Regions from separate parts of the Zea mays genome. Here region 2 is linked to region 1. The links are chromatin contacts, called in public Hi-C maps. All regions are on one chromosome and are shown on one strand. Each heading gives the region's core, a stretch centred on a gene start, on an enhancer-like site or on the middle of the called end of the contact. The rest is flanking DNA. Distances are from core to core; before and after follow the strand shown.

What was found. A called contact is a pair of places that touch in the nucleus more often than the background predicts.
Region 2: a Hi-C map of ear shows a contact between it and region 1, with 4 times the contacts expected there. The contact joins the enhancer-like site here to the promoter of LOC100191874 in region 1. A contact is called at or near these places in 6 of 25 Hi-C or Micro-C datasets (bundle sheath, ear, leaf and 1 more).

Annotation. Positions count from the first base shown.
Region 1 is chr3:109,663,577-109,669,990 of Zm-B73-REFERENCE-NAM-5.0, forward strand. LOC100191874 reads right to left here and starts at 5,052. Exons shown (of 7, transcript NM_001137298.1): 1 at 4,857-5,052; 2 at 4,580-4,747. The coding sequence starts at 5,027. It overlaps LOC111591223 (small nucleolar RNA Z152/R70/R12), which reads left to right and starts at 63; the gene lies at 63-162.
Region 2 is chr3:110,173,522-110,179,253 of Zm-B73-REFERENCE-NAM-5.0, forward strand. No RefSeq gene overlaps it. Among protein-coding and RNA genes, the nearest start is that of LOC103650282, 90 kb to the right of the region's middle. Within about 2 kb of position 3,135, at least 3 of the 20 cell types and tissues checked have an H3K27ac peak or open chromatin away from gene starts, as enhancers often do. A contact at or near this core is called in ear, where this site is marked.

The sequences.
Region 1 (6,414 bases), core at 3,802-6,301:
CTCTCAGATTGGTTCTTTTCCCCTTTCGTCTCTTTGTCTAATTTCTCACTGGATGTTGCTGCAATGCGATGATGATTCATAACATGGTTTTGGCAGTGGTTACCCCTTGTGGTCACCGTGAGCCGTCAAACCTGATAACGACTTCTCTTTCCACTGAGCATTGCGAATAAAATGCAGCGTATTATCATCGGGCAATTGAATTCATCATCAAATACATACTGGTTCTAGCAAAAAAAAACAGATAATTTCACGTGAGTCTGAAGTTTCTGAAAACTCAATGCAGCTTTCATGGAAGTGACTTTATGGCACCTGCCAATTACCAGTCGCCCCATTTTTTTAGGAACGAACGCACCTTTCCTCAACACGGCCCGAATCGCACAGCCAAGGCCAAACAAATTATTGGATAAAACCCGCATGCAGTATCGTCTGACAGCAGGGAGGTAATTTTAATTTCAGATTTCAGATTAGAAGTTACAACTTGACAGCATATTTCTACACGTTGAGCTCCATCTCCAACTCCAGCTCTCTCCACTTTTTGTGCTGCAGCAGCTTCAGCGCCACCCGTTGCTTCACCTTGCCGCCTGAAACCACAACAGCGCCGTCCCTGACCAGAGCGTTATCCACCGGCCGATCTGAATGTAGCCTGCCTAGCAGTTCCGAGTTTCTGCGGCAGGGTTGATCATTGTTTGATCAAGTCGTCCTTGGCCATTATCAGATTCGGGCAGCATTGCGAGTTCCATGTTGGCTACCTTCATGTTTGTGTTGATGCCTTTGTAGCAAGTCGCTACCTGGTCGCATTTCCATGAAATAACGATGAGGGAATTGTTTGTTCTAGGTTTGGTAATGTATTTTCCAGGTTCTGAAAAATGATTCATGAGTTCATAGCCTTAATAACATTTACTACTCAATGTTATACTAAAAGAATGTATTGACATTGTGCTCAACCACAATATGCAAAGTAGATCCTTCGTGCCCCTTTGTTGGTTAGTGAGCAATATCGCCTCCAGACATAATCAGGGATCATGTTAAATGCATCAACATTATGTCTTACCTCAATAATTCCAAAAGGGATAACTCTTACTCCATACCGTTATTTCTCAACAAAGGGGGCATATGTTCAAATATTAGGCTCAAGCATGGCTCATTTTTTAATATCAAACGATTTTGGGCGCAATGATTTTGGCCCTTTTGATAGGCTACCAAGCACTGGTAATTTTTACTACTAAATTATGCAATACTTGTGAACTAAATTATTGAAATGTCATTGAGACATCAAATACCGCCGCGACATTCTCTTGTATTCTGGAAGTTCACAGGCTTAGATACATAGGAATCCATGCCTGCACCAAGACATTTATCGGCACTCTCTTGCTAGCAGTTACCAGCAGATCTTTGCACATTCAAATTTGAAGGCTTGATGAAGGTTAAAATAAACACCAGAAGGTCGAACATGTTCCTTGCCTCCCCACGTTTAGGGTCGGAGGGAGCTTTGGATTAGTCTGAGCATTTCTACAGATTGCTTGATGACGTTTGATTCACTGGATCATGAGTTTTTGTTCCTACTAATATTGTTTAAACTGTATATTGTGGTGACTCTCCTCTAGAAGTAGTTGTTGAAGACTGATGACATCTTGTAATATTTTCATTTCTGCTAATATGTTGCGGGGTTGTGATTTTTTAGATTGGCTATGATTAATAAGACATGGAGCCACTTTACCCAAGCAGGTCACCAAGAACGGTCCGACCCTGCCGAGTGGAAGAAGCTGCAGGGAGTGGACATGGAGGTGCATCGGGTAGACATGTATGCAAGGAAAATTGATGGTTGGAAGGGTGTTTTGATGGAAACTGAAGTTGCCACTGCCACTAACTCTTGCATGAGCCAAAGGATATAGATTCAGTCGGTCAGACATGCACTTATGTGCTACAAACTCTCATGGTTGGTTGGAGCAAAGCTACTAGCTTGGTGAGGTTACTAGCCTGGTTGATCTGACAAGCTTGGACGATGGGTTTGCACTAATGGTGGCATTGGGTAATTTTCATACATGTATGTATATTGGTATTCTAGAATCTAAATAACATGACAAAGCACTAATAATCTTACCCAGTCCATTAACCTACGAACTGAACTGATTACAAAAAGAAGAGAAAATTTCAATGAGGAAGATGCTCCAGACTCTTACCGTCCATGAAAGACGACAAGCTGTTCGCTTGTCTTTAATCCGAAACGACTTTTCTACTATTTATATAGTGTTTTGTCTCTATAGATTATAACTACAGCAGTCTGACTTTAATATGAAGTGAACAGTCCACGAACGCTCCACTTCCCTAGCCCCGCCTCTGCGCAAACCGTTGTGGATAAAGATGATAGCCCTCCGCGCGTCTCATCCACCGTCACCCTTTCGCCCTACTGCCTCTTTTCCCTCCCCTCATGCCTTCACTTTCAATGCATCACACCAAATTTTAGTGTGGCTAGATTAGAGTTAAATTATAGTTCATGATATCATGATACTAAACTGAGAGTTAAATTGTAGGTCATGTCATCATGATACCACAGCTTCACCCCTCATGTCCAGCGCCCGCGTAGCGCGCGCAAAAAATAGTGCAAAGCGAGCACTTGAACCCACGCCACTTGCTATAGAAATTTGGGGCTAACCACGAGACCACACCTACCTTAGTGTTTAGAAATAAACAATAATTATATTTGTAGTCTAGGCGCCGATCCACCCGCTCCTTCGCCTCGTGGCAACGCACGGGCATATACCTAGTAAGTATAATAAGAAGACACTAGCAAGCTTGTTTCGCTTCTAGATTGACAATGACAGGACATTCATTTGGAGAAATACAAGGAAAGCGGTCTTCCTAGAATGCATTTCATCCGATATCTGTCAATATCCCACATCGCATCCAAAAGCACATGGCAGACCCACTGCCGGAGGCTCCCACATGAGCGGGATCTGGGGAAGAGATAAACTGAGGCAAGTCTTTCCCCATGCAAATGCGGAGAGCCTACCACGAAGCCGTGATCTGGTGAGTGGTGACTCATTGAGACAGCTCCTGCCAGTCACTACTACACCAAGCACCCAAAAGCACAAGGGTAGTTCCAACATGGATTTGGTCTGGAGCATTGTTTTCAGATCATCCGACTAATCACGATTAGTCAGGCTGATCGTTTCTCTGTGCTCGATTAGGGCATTTGACTCGATTAGTGTTACTGATTGTCCATATCGTCCGATTAGGTGACGATATGGAATGATTAATCGCCTACGAGCCGATCAGTTGCGATTAATAGAGGTAGTCCAACAGTCTAGACTGGCCCCAACAGTCCAGTTTGTGCTCGGGTAGTCCAACAGTCTGTTTGACTGACTGCCCATGATTAATAGAGCTAGCCCCCTAGCTCTACCTATCTTTTCATTTTCCCTGACGGCTGGGAGAAAATCAAAAAACACCCTTCTCTCTTCCCAGCTCCCTTCCCTCTCCTTTCACCCTTCTCTCTCCCTCCAAGGCTCCAACACGGCAACACCTTTCTCTCTACATCGCCTGGGAGAAAAGAGAACATAGGGACTGGAGATGAGCTCCTCATCTGAAGCCTTCTTGGTCATGGTCTACTGATCTAGTAAGTTGTAGACTTGCGGTTTCATATAAACTTGTTGATGCTGTGCTATTATGAACTATTCAAGTATTGAATAAACTTGTTGCTGCTGTACTGATCTAGTAAGCTGGATGTACTGCTGTTTTGGACTATTCAAGTATTGAATATTGGACTATTTATACTACTGCAAGTCTCTATAGTATATACTATATATAGTGTTATATATATGACTATCCTGGAATACACAGGACGGCCAGGGGGGCGATTAGGGTCGATCAGGGGCGACTAATCGCCTTGATCGACGCCTAATCGCCCAGTGGGATCGATCATGCGATCAGGCGATCTGAAAATTATGGTCTGGAGAAGGGATAAATTGAGGCGAGCCTTCCCCCGCAAATGTGGAGAGGCTCACAAGAAAAGAAAACCTACATGAAGGCTTGTTAGATAAGTATGTGCATATCTCCTGTATGGTATATATATCTTCTTTATGGTATGCATCACCACAGCTATCAGCAAGTTAGTACTCTTCTAAAGTTGTGTATAGAAAATAGAGATATTCTTGTTAGTTCCTTGACTTGTACTTTAAGCTGCTAATTGTTTTCTGTAATCTGGCACATGGTTGTTGTCGGGTCGCTACTGTATAATATGGACCTGTGACGAGCCTAGTTTGTCATCCACATTTACATAATTTTACAAGACTATCACACCAAAAGGCATGTGTGTAATGTGTTCTACTTTTACAAGCAAACTTTTTATTTCTTGTGTGATATACATCAGCACTACATGCTTATTATGTGAAGTGGGTACGTATAAGTAACACGATGTCTGTAATGTCACAGTATCTAATATTTGGTACTACTATAAGCAACATCAATTGGCTGCAACTGCAGGGATCAAATTACTCAAACAGTGTCATAACGATATGTAACCTATGGTTAGGGAAAAGAAAAATGAATCCAAGATAAGCATATGGAATGGAAGACAGTGTACCTCAACCAAGTCCATGTCCATCCTGATCGCAAGCTGCAAGGCTTCATGCCGGGGGAGAATGTTGTGGCCTTCATCCATGACGAGCCTGACGAAGGGAGCGGCGATGGCGTTGTTCATGCGCGGGCCCGCGCTGGCATCGTCCTCCTCCTTGCCTCGCTTCCTATTGGTCTTCAAAACCGAAACGGGACGGAACGGGTCACCACAAAGCCCACGGTCACGAGGCAGCGCGGCAGGGAAGGCGGGGTGAACGGAGGCAGCAGCGAAGAGGGGTGCCTACCTGAGTACCAGGCGGAGCAGCGAAGTGCCGGAAAGGCGGGGCCAGCGGGGAGCGTATGGGAGTGGGAGCGGGGGCGGCGAGGGCCAGTGGGGGAGGAGGATGGGGACGGTGGCGGCGGAGGTAGGCGGCGGCGCGGAGCGCGAGGGATCCGGCGTTGCGCCGGAGAGCCATCCTTTTTTTTCCTTGCCTTGTGTCGCCGGGCCCGGAGGGTTGCGGGACGCTATGGGGGCCCGGAGGACCTTGCTCTGCTTTGTCCTCGTGGGGATGGGATGGGCTTGGCTGGGCTGGGCTAGACGGGCCTTCCCCCTCATGATCTCTGCCAGGTGGGCTTTGGCCCATATGCCCGCTGTTCGGTCGAGTAGGTTGTGTCCATGTCCGGATATTTTGTATTTTAGTTTTTTTTAAAAAATCGCGTTTAGATTTCTGGACGAATTAATATTGTTTTTGGACCTTTTGCTCGTCGCCACAGCCCGTGGCGTTGAGGTATCACGTCTCAGCGTCATAGTCTGTGGCACCGAGGTACGTGTCGCGCTGGCGGATAATGCTAACGCAACACCATCGTGGTCCCCTAGCTCGGCATCATAAAACTTGGCGCGAGGCTAGGATTTAGGCTCGGACTGAGCTCCTCCTTCCCATTCTCTCCCTCACCTTCGCTCACTCACTGCTACCGCCCAATCTTTGTGCTTCACCACCGCAGGCCTCGCCCCGATCCCCGCTCCGACGCCAGCCTCGAGCGTCGTGATGAGCCGCCGCCCCGAGCACCCGCGTCGTCGCCCTCGAGCGCCGCGCTGCCACGAGCCTCCACGCGACCGTCACGTGCGACGTCATCGGTCCGGAAGCACGCCATCGCCTCGCCAACGTCGCCTTGCCTTGTTGTCGCACCTTCGTCTCCTTGAGGTCAATGTCGCACGCCTAGGTTTAGTTTAGGTTAGTACAAACTTTACTCTAGGTTTAGTTAAGTATAAATGTTAGTTTAGTTACAAATTTTACTCTAGGTTAGTTTAGTATATATTTTAGTTTACTTTAGTTATTAAGTTTAGTATATTTAGTTTAGTTTTGTGTAGTTATTTAGTTTGTTTAGTATATATTTTAGTTTGGTTTACTTTCATACAAACTTGCTAGTTAGTTTTTGTACTTGTTTGTGGACTTAGTTAGTTTAGTTTTGATTAGTTTAGTATAGTTAGTTTATTTTTGTTTAATATGTTTAGTTTAGTTTTGTTTACTTTAGTACAAAGTTGCTAGTTAGTTTGTGTACTTAGTTACATACCACTAGTTAGATAAGTGAATGTGTATGTCACCCATCGTGTTGTTCGTTTCTCTTCAGGTTTTAGAAACCTCACCATATAGGGGAGGTGCTGCCGAAATTTTTATTGAAAGTAATATGTTTTTTTGTAGATACGAAGCCATCCGACTCCACCTCCGCCACTGGTAGTGTCACACCCGTTTCTAAGGGGCAGAGCCGGGTGCATAGCATATGTGTGCCAGGATCTATTTCCACACATATGTTGATGCCACAAGTGTAATATATCAAAAGAACAATGCATAAAAGCGTAAATAA
Region 2 (5,732 bases), core at 1,885-4,384, 510 kb after region 1:
CCCTACCCCTAGCTAGCTCAGGCTACAAGAGAACAAGATCGGCGTCCCATCTGGCTCGTTCCGGTAACAGGTAATGATGGCTCCCCGCGTGCGTCCATGACGACGGTGGTTCTCAGCCCCCTACGGAAGCAAGGAGACGTCAGCAGGATCCCAGCAGCACCGCCAGCTGTGCTTCTACAGGGCTCATGCCCTTCTCCGACGGCCATGTTATCGCATACACAGGGCTCTAGCACCTCTCCGACAGCCACGTTGGCATGCACACAGGGCTCAGGCACCTCTCTGCCAGACACGTTAGCGCATAAGCTACACCCCCCATTGTACACCTGGACCCTCTCCTTGCATCTATAAAAGGGAGGTCCAGGGCCTTCATGCGGGAGGGTCGCGCGGAGGGACGAGCAAACGAACAGGCTTACTCTCTCTCTCTCTCGCGAACGCTTGTAACCCCTACTAATAGCACCCCCTGGTGCGAGATAACACGAGTCGCGTTTTCCTCTTGTGTTCCATCTTGCGCCAACCCATCTGGGCAGGGGCACGCAGCGACAAATTTACTGGTTGGCTTACGGACCCCCCGGGTCTGAAACGCCGACAATTATATTTATCGGAGTGGTTACAAAAGTGGTTCAAAGTGATAACTTTCAAATGTTATAAATTATTTATAAGTTTGAAATATATGCTAGCTCAGGGACAATCCTCAATAAGAAGTTTAGAAGGGTTACTTAGACTTATAAGAAGGTCGTGCCCACCGGCGCCTAACACCAATCACAATCAAGTGACTCGTAATCTGCAGCAACAATGGGTAGAACCCTAAGTACGCAAGTACTCAGCAAGACTTACCCGACTAAAGAAAAGACTCTCAAGGATATCCTGGCTAGAGGGATTCAAGGTAAAGCTCATCAATTTTCAAAGACTCTTTTTGTAGAAAAGCTTACTAGAAGTGGGTCCTTAAACCAAAATTTTACATCACAAATTAAGTACTTTTCCTAAATCTAGATTTGCCTAATCTAGAGCATTCACTTGTCCTACACTAGCTTTCTTTTAAAATCCAACTCTTGTTTCGCTTGTTATCTACGATGAGGGTCGAAGATCCAGTCTTCATATCCGAGAAGTTTGGCGATCCGAATCGATTAATAACCAGCTGGGGATCTCCAACCACACAACACATGCTTCCCTTAACTCTTTTGCACATGTCTACCATTCTCACGGATCCTCCACCACATGAACAGGTCCGCGCCACCCGAGAGCACACCACCCCTTTTAGGCGGTCCGTTGCCAGGAGGGTACATGTCACTCTCGCCATCTCTCCACTCCCAGTACGCGATTGTCTTTTCATGTATGGAATAGCCGGGTTCAGGTTTACCCATGACGAGGTATGTGGCCAGATAAAAGGTCCTAGATCAGCAGGCCAACAATCGGTACGGTCCTTAAACGACTCAGACGGAGACACTACACCGAGACTCCTTTCTCGTGCAAGTCACCTGCCTGAACTCAGCTTTATTAATTAAACCCAAAGTTTGGTACCTGGCAGAGGTACATCTTTTCCGATGTTGAATCTATCATGGCCATGATGGATTCACCATCAAGTTTTATTTTTGAAAAATTCCCATCCAATCTGTAGCATCACTTTTGTTCTAAAAACAAAACATTTTGTTTTTCTAAAGCAAGGCTAAGCATAAAAAATCCTTTTCATAAAAGGGTATCAAGGAAGGGTAATCAATTTTCAAAGGAAGGAAATGCATCAATGGTTTAGCACACAACTCCTATCACCTAATGCATCAAACAAGGTGATAAAGGTTTTAAAATAGCAAGGAGGTGGCAAATGCAACGGGGCTTGCCTGGATAACACTAGGTTAGTGTTGTTAGACGTCGATCACTTGCCGACCATCCTTTGTCTTGACATTCGTCAGATTATCCATCTTTAGGTTCATCTGACTGATGACATCGTCTTGTGGAGATGCCCACTCTCATTATCCTGGGTCGACTGGGACGTCTTCCGCATCACGTGAATAATCATCGTACCTAATTGAAATGCATTATGCACATGAATACATATAAGGAATAATAACACCAGATATTACGATTAAGTCATCATCATAATCACGACAACCTAATTTTTATGTATGTACCAACATAACCAGACATAATATAAATAGAACGCGAGCATTCTACAAAATACTAACTTCATCCTATTACCGTATGAACAGAACATTTTACCAATAGGTAAGACCACTACTCATCAAGTACATACGTGGAACCTATTTAATTATATTTAACATATACACCTCCTACCCATCGACGATCATTACACAATGTGATTAATTCACCATTGCACACAAACACACCACAACATCAGATCAATTCAATTATACTAGACATACGCTTCCACGTTATGAATTAAAATGCATAAGATATAGGTCGATGATGCTAACCACAATCGGCCATAACCATACTTAAAACTAACTTAAATAGTTTAAATATACTCGTCAAGTATACTTACCGAAGCTCTATTTCCATAACCTACATCTCAAACTGGCAATTCACTACCCGACTTTGACCAAATCGCTGCAAGCGACTCGGGTATCCTAATAAATATTATATCTACTATCACAATACACATATGCTATGAGCAAAAGGACCGACATAATTAATATATCCAAATCATCAATCAAACACTATCTGAAACAATAAATCGGCTTATCGTTACCTAAACCCGATTTGAATTCGTGAGATTGACGATGATATCCGGTGAAAACATGTCTCAGCACACCATGGAAGTAACTGATGGAGTTCGCTTTTTTTTTACCCACATTCCCTAGATTTCTTTGAGGCGGAGTACGAAACAATAACGAATGAACGTGGCTATTGATGGAATTGACGGTCGACGATGCCGACTACAATGAGCACAACATCTAGGGCACGGCAGGGGATGACGGCGTTGTGGTGAATAGGAAATGAATGACGGGCACAAAAGGCACGACGCTGGGCATAAAGAAACGACGGCGTGCCCAGATCTCGCGTCGCTCTGCCATGCCCGCGACCAATGCCCACCACGTTTCCGCTGCGCACAATGATGCGATGACCAGGGCCATGGCGAGCAAGGAGCTGGACGGGTTCGACGGCCACGGACGAGCGCAGATCGGCGCGACAGAGACGAAGACCGGGCATAGGAACGCGCCATATCCCGGGCACGGCAGGGGCCTGGGCCAGAGCTGCCCACGATCAGGAGACTTGCACGGTCAACAAGGAAAAAGAGACTCGGCCGTGGAAAAAACAAAGCAGGGGCTGGGTGAGCTCGAAGCCGAGCTCGAGGACGCGGCTGCGCGCCATGGAACGAGCAAGGGGCCGAGTGAGCAGAGCGCAGGGCGCTCGAGCGCACGCAGTAGGGAGAGAAGCAGGGGGATGCGACGCTGGGAGAACGCGCTGTCGAGCAGGGGCCTCGGCAGAGCGTGGCGAGCTGAGGGAGCTCCTGCTGGGCTCGCGACGCCAGTGAGCAGAACGCTCGGACGCGGCGAGGACGAGGCACCATGGCCGATGAAGATCCGAGCGCCATGTGTAAGCAGAGGGAGCTGGGAACCGTGGCGCGCAGGGATTTCACGGCGCGCAGGGAGGAAGACGCTCTGGCTGGGAGGAGCTGAAGCAGAGGGCAGGACCGAGGCCGTCCTGGGCGAGCTGCATGGCCGGGATCTCCATGGCTGGGAGAAGCTCGGAACGCGTGGCTAGCAGGAGGAGGATGTCAGCGTCCAACCCCCGGCCCAGCTCACACTCGACAGCTTCGGGCGTTCATGCGCTCGTGGGCCGGCCCAGCCAAGAGAGCCCACCACTCACATCCCAAAAGCCAGGCTGATGAGAGGAGGGAGACTCTCCCTTTTAAGCTGCCCACGGCCCCCTTGGCTAGCCGATGTGGGACTAAGCCGGGGCGCTGACTACCAGCCCCTGACATCCCACCCCCCTTGGGAAGCCCCCCAAGGCAGGCATGGGCCAAACCGGGCTCTGATACCAGATGTCAGCGTCCAACCCCCGGCCCAGCCCACACTCGACAGCTTCGAGCGTTCATGCGCTCGTGGGCCGGCCTAGCCAAGAGAGCCCACCACTCACATCCCAAAAGCCAGGCTGATGAGAGGAGGGGACTCTCCCTTATAAGCTGCCCACGGCCCCCTTGGCTAGCCGATGTGGTACTAAAGCCGGGGCACTAACTACCGGCCCCTGACATCCCACCCCCCTTGGGAAGCCCCCCAAGGCAGGCATGGGCCAACCAGACTCCGATACCAGATGTCAGCGTCCAACCCCCGGCCCAGCCCACACTCGACAGCTTCGAGCGTTCATGCGCTCGTGGGCCGGCCTAACCAAGAGAGCCCACCACTCACATCCCAAAAGCCAGGCTGATGGGAGGAGGGGGACTCTCCCTTATAAGCTGCCCACGGCCCCCTTGGCTAGCCGATGTGGGACTAAAGCCGGGGCGTTGACTACCAGCCCCTGACATCCCACCCCCCTTGGGAAGCCCCCCAAAGCAGGCATGGGCCAAACCGGGCTCTGATACCAGATGTTAGCGTCCAACCCCCGACCCAGCCCACACTCGACAGCTTCGGGCGTTCATGCGCTCGTGGGCCGGCCCAGCCAAGAGAGTCCACCACTCACATCCCAAAAGCCAGGCTGATGAGAGGAGGGAGACTCTCCCTTTTAAGCTGCCCACGGCCCCCTTGGCTAGCCGATGTGGGACTAAGCCGGGGCGCTGACTACCAGCCCCTGACAGAGGACGAGCAAGCACGGAGGAAAATGGCACACGAGCGGTTGACGACGACTAGTGCAGGGCGCTGGCGACTTTGGCACAACGGCCTGACGGCACATGGGTTCTGGCGGAGGTGAGAAACATAGGGAGAAGGAAGTCTCGAGGTGTATCATTGCTGCTTCCACCCACTGGGGTACACAGGTTTTCTTGCATGAGCTCCACGCATGATCAGTTCCCTGCCAATCCAGTGCCACGTTGAAAGGATAACCATTTGACTGGAAGCAACCGACAACAGGATTCTTCTTTTCACTTTTTTTTTATTACTAGGAACAACGATTGAGCCTTTGATATTTACAGTATATAACACCATTCTCCCAGCACTACAAGTTCCCAAGTCACTTTACTCCTTACCTCCAATTTAAACAATGCGACAGAATACAGCAGGGAAACAAAGAAAACACTCCTTTTCAGATTTCTGCACCTGTCCAGACTGAAATCGTACCCAAGTACCTACCTGAACATTCCTGTTTATACCTCTTTATCTCATTATTTCATATGGTAACCAACTAATGATACTTAACCAAAATTGTTCCCTAAGGTACGATCTACAACTTTTCTATAACATCCCTGAGCTAATAATACACGAGTCATAAGTTACATTGCCCCAAAGTCGAGCACACTCACTAAAAATTCAGTTTCAGTTAACTCCTCTAAGTCTGAAATCTATAGCCTGATAGCATGTTTTTAGAGACTATTTTCTCCTATTTCTAGGCTAGTTCAGGGGAATTCACCTTAATTAAAATTACTCACCACACTACCCTCTAACAGTTTTTTATAGAGAGTGCAGGCTATAACTTCATGGATCAAAAGTTATAATGCTCCAAAAATGGGTTGACAACCCTTAAAATTCAGTTTCAGCTGACTGAAACCATATACCTGTCAGTGAAAGTTTTGAGACATTTTACCCAACTTTTACACAGCAGCAATCCAAATTTTCTCAAGGAACTTG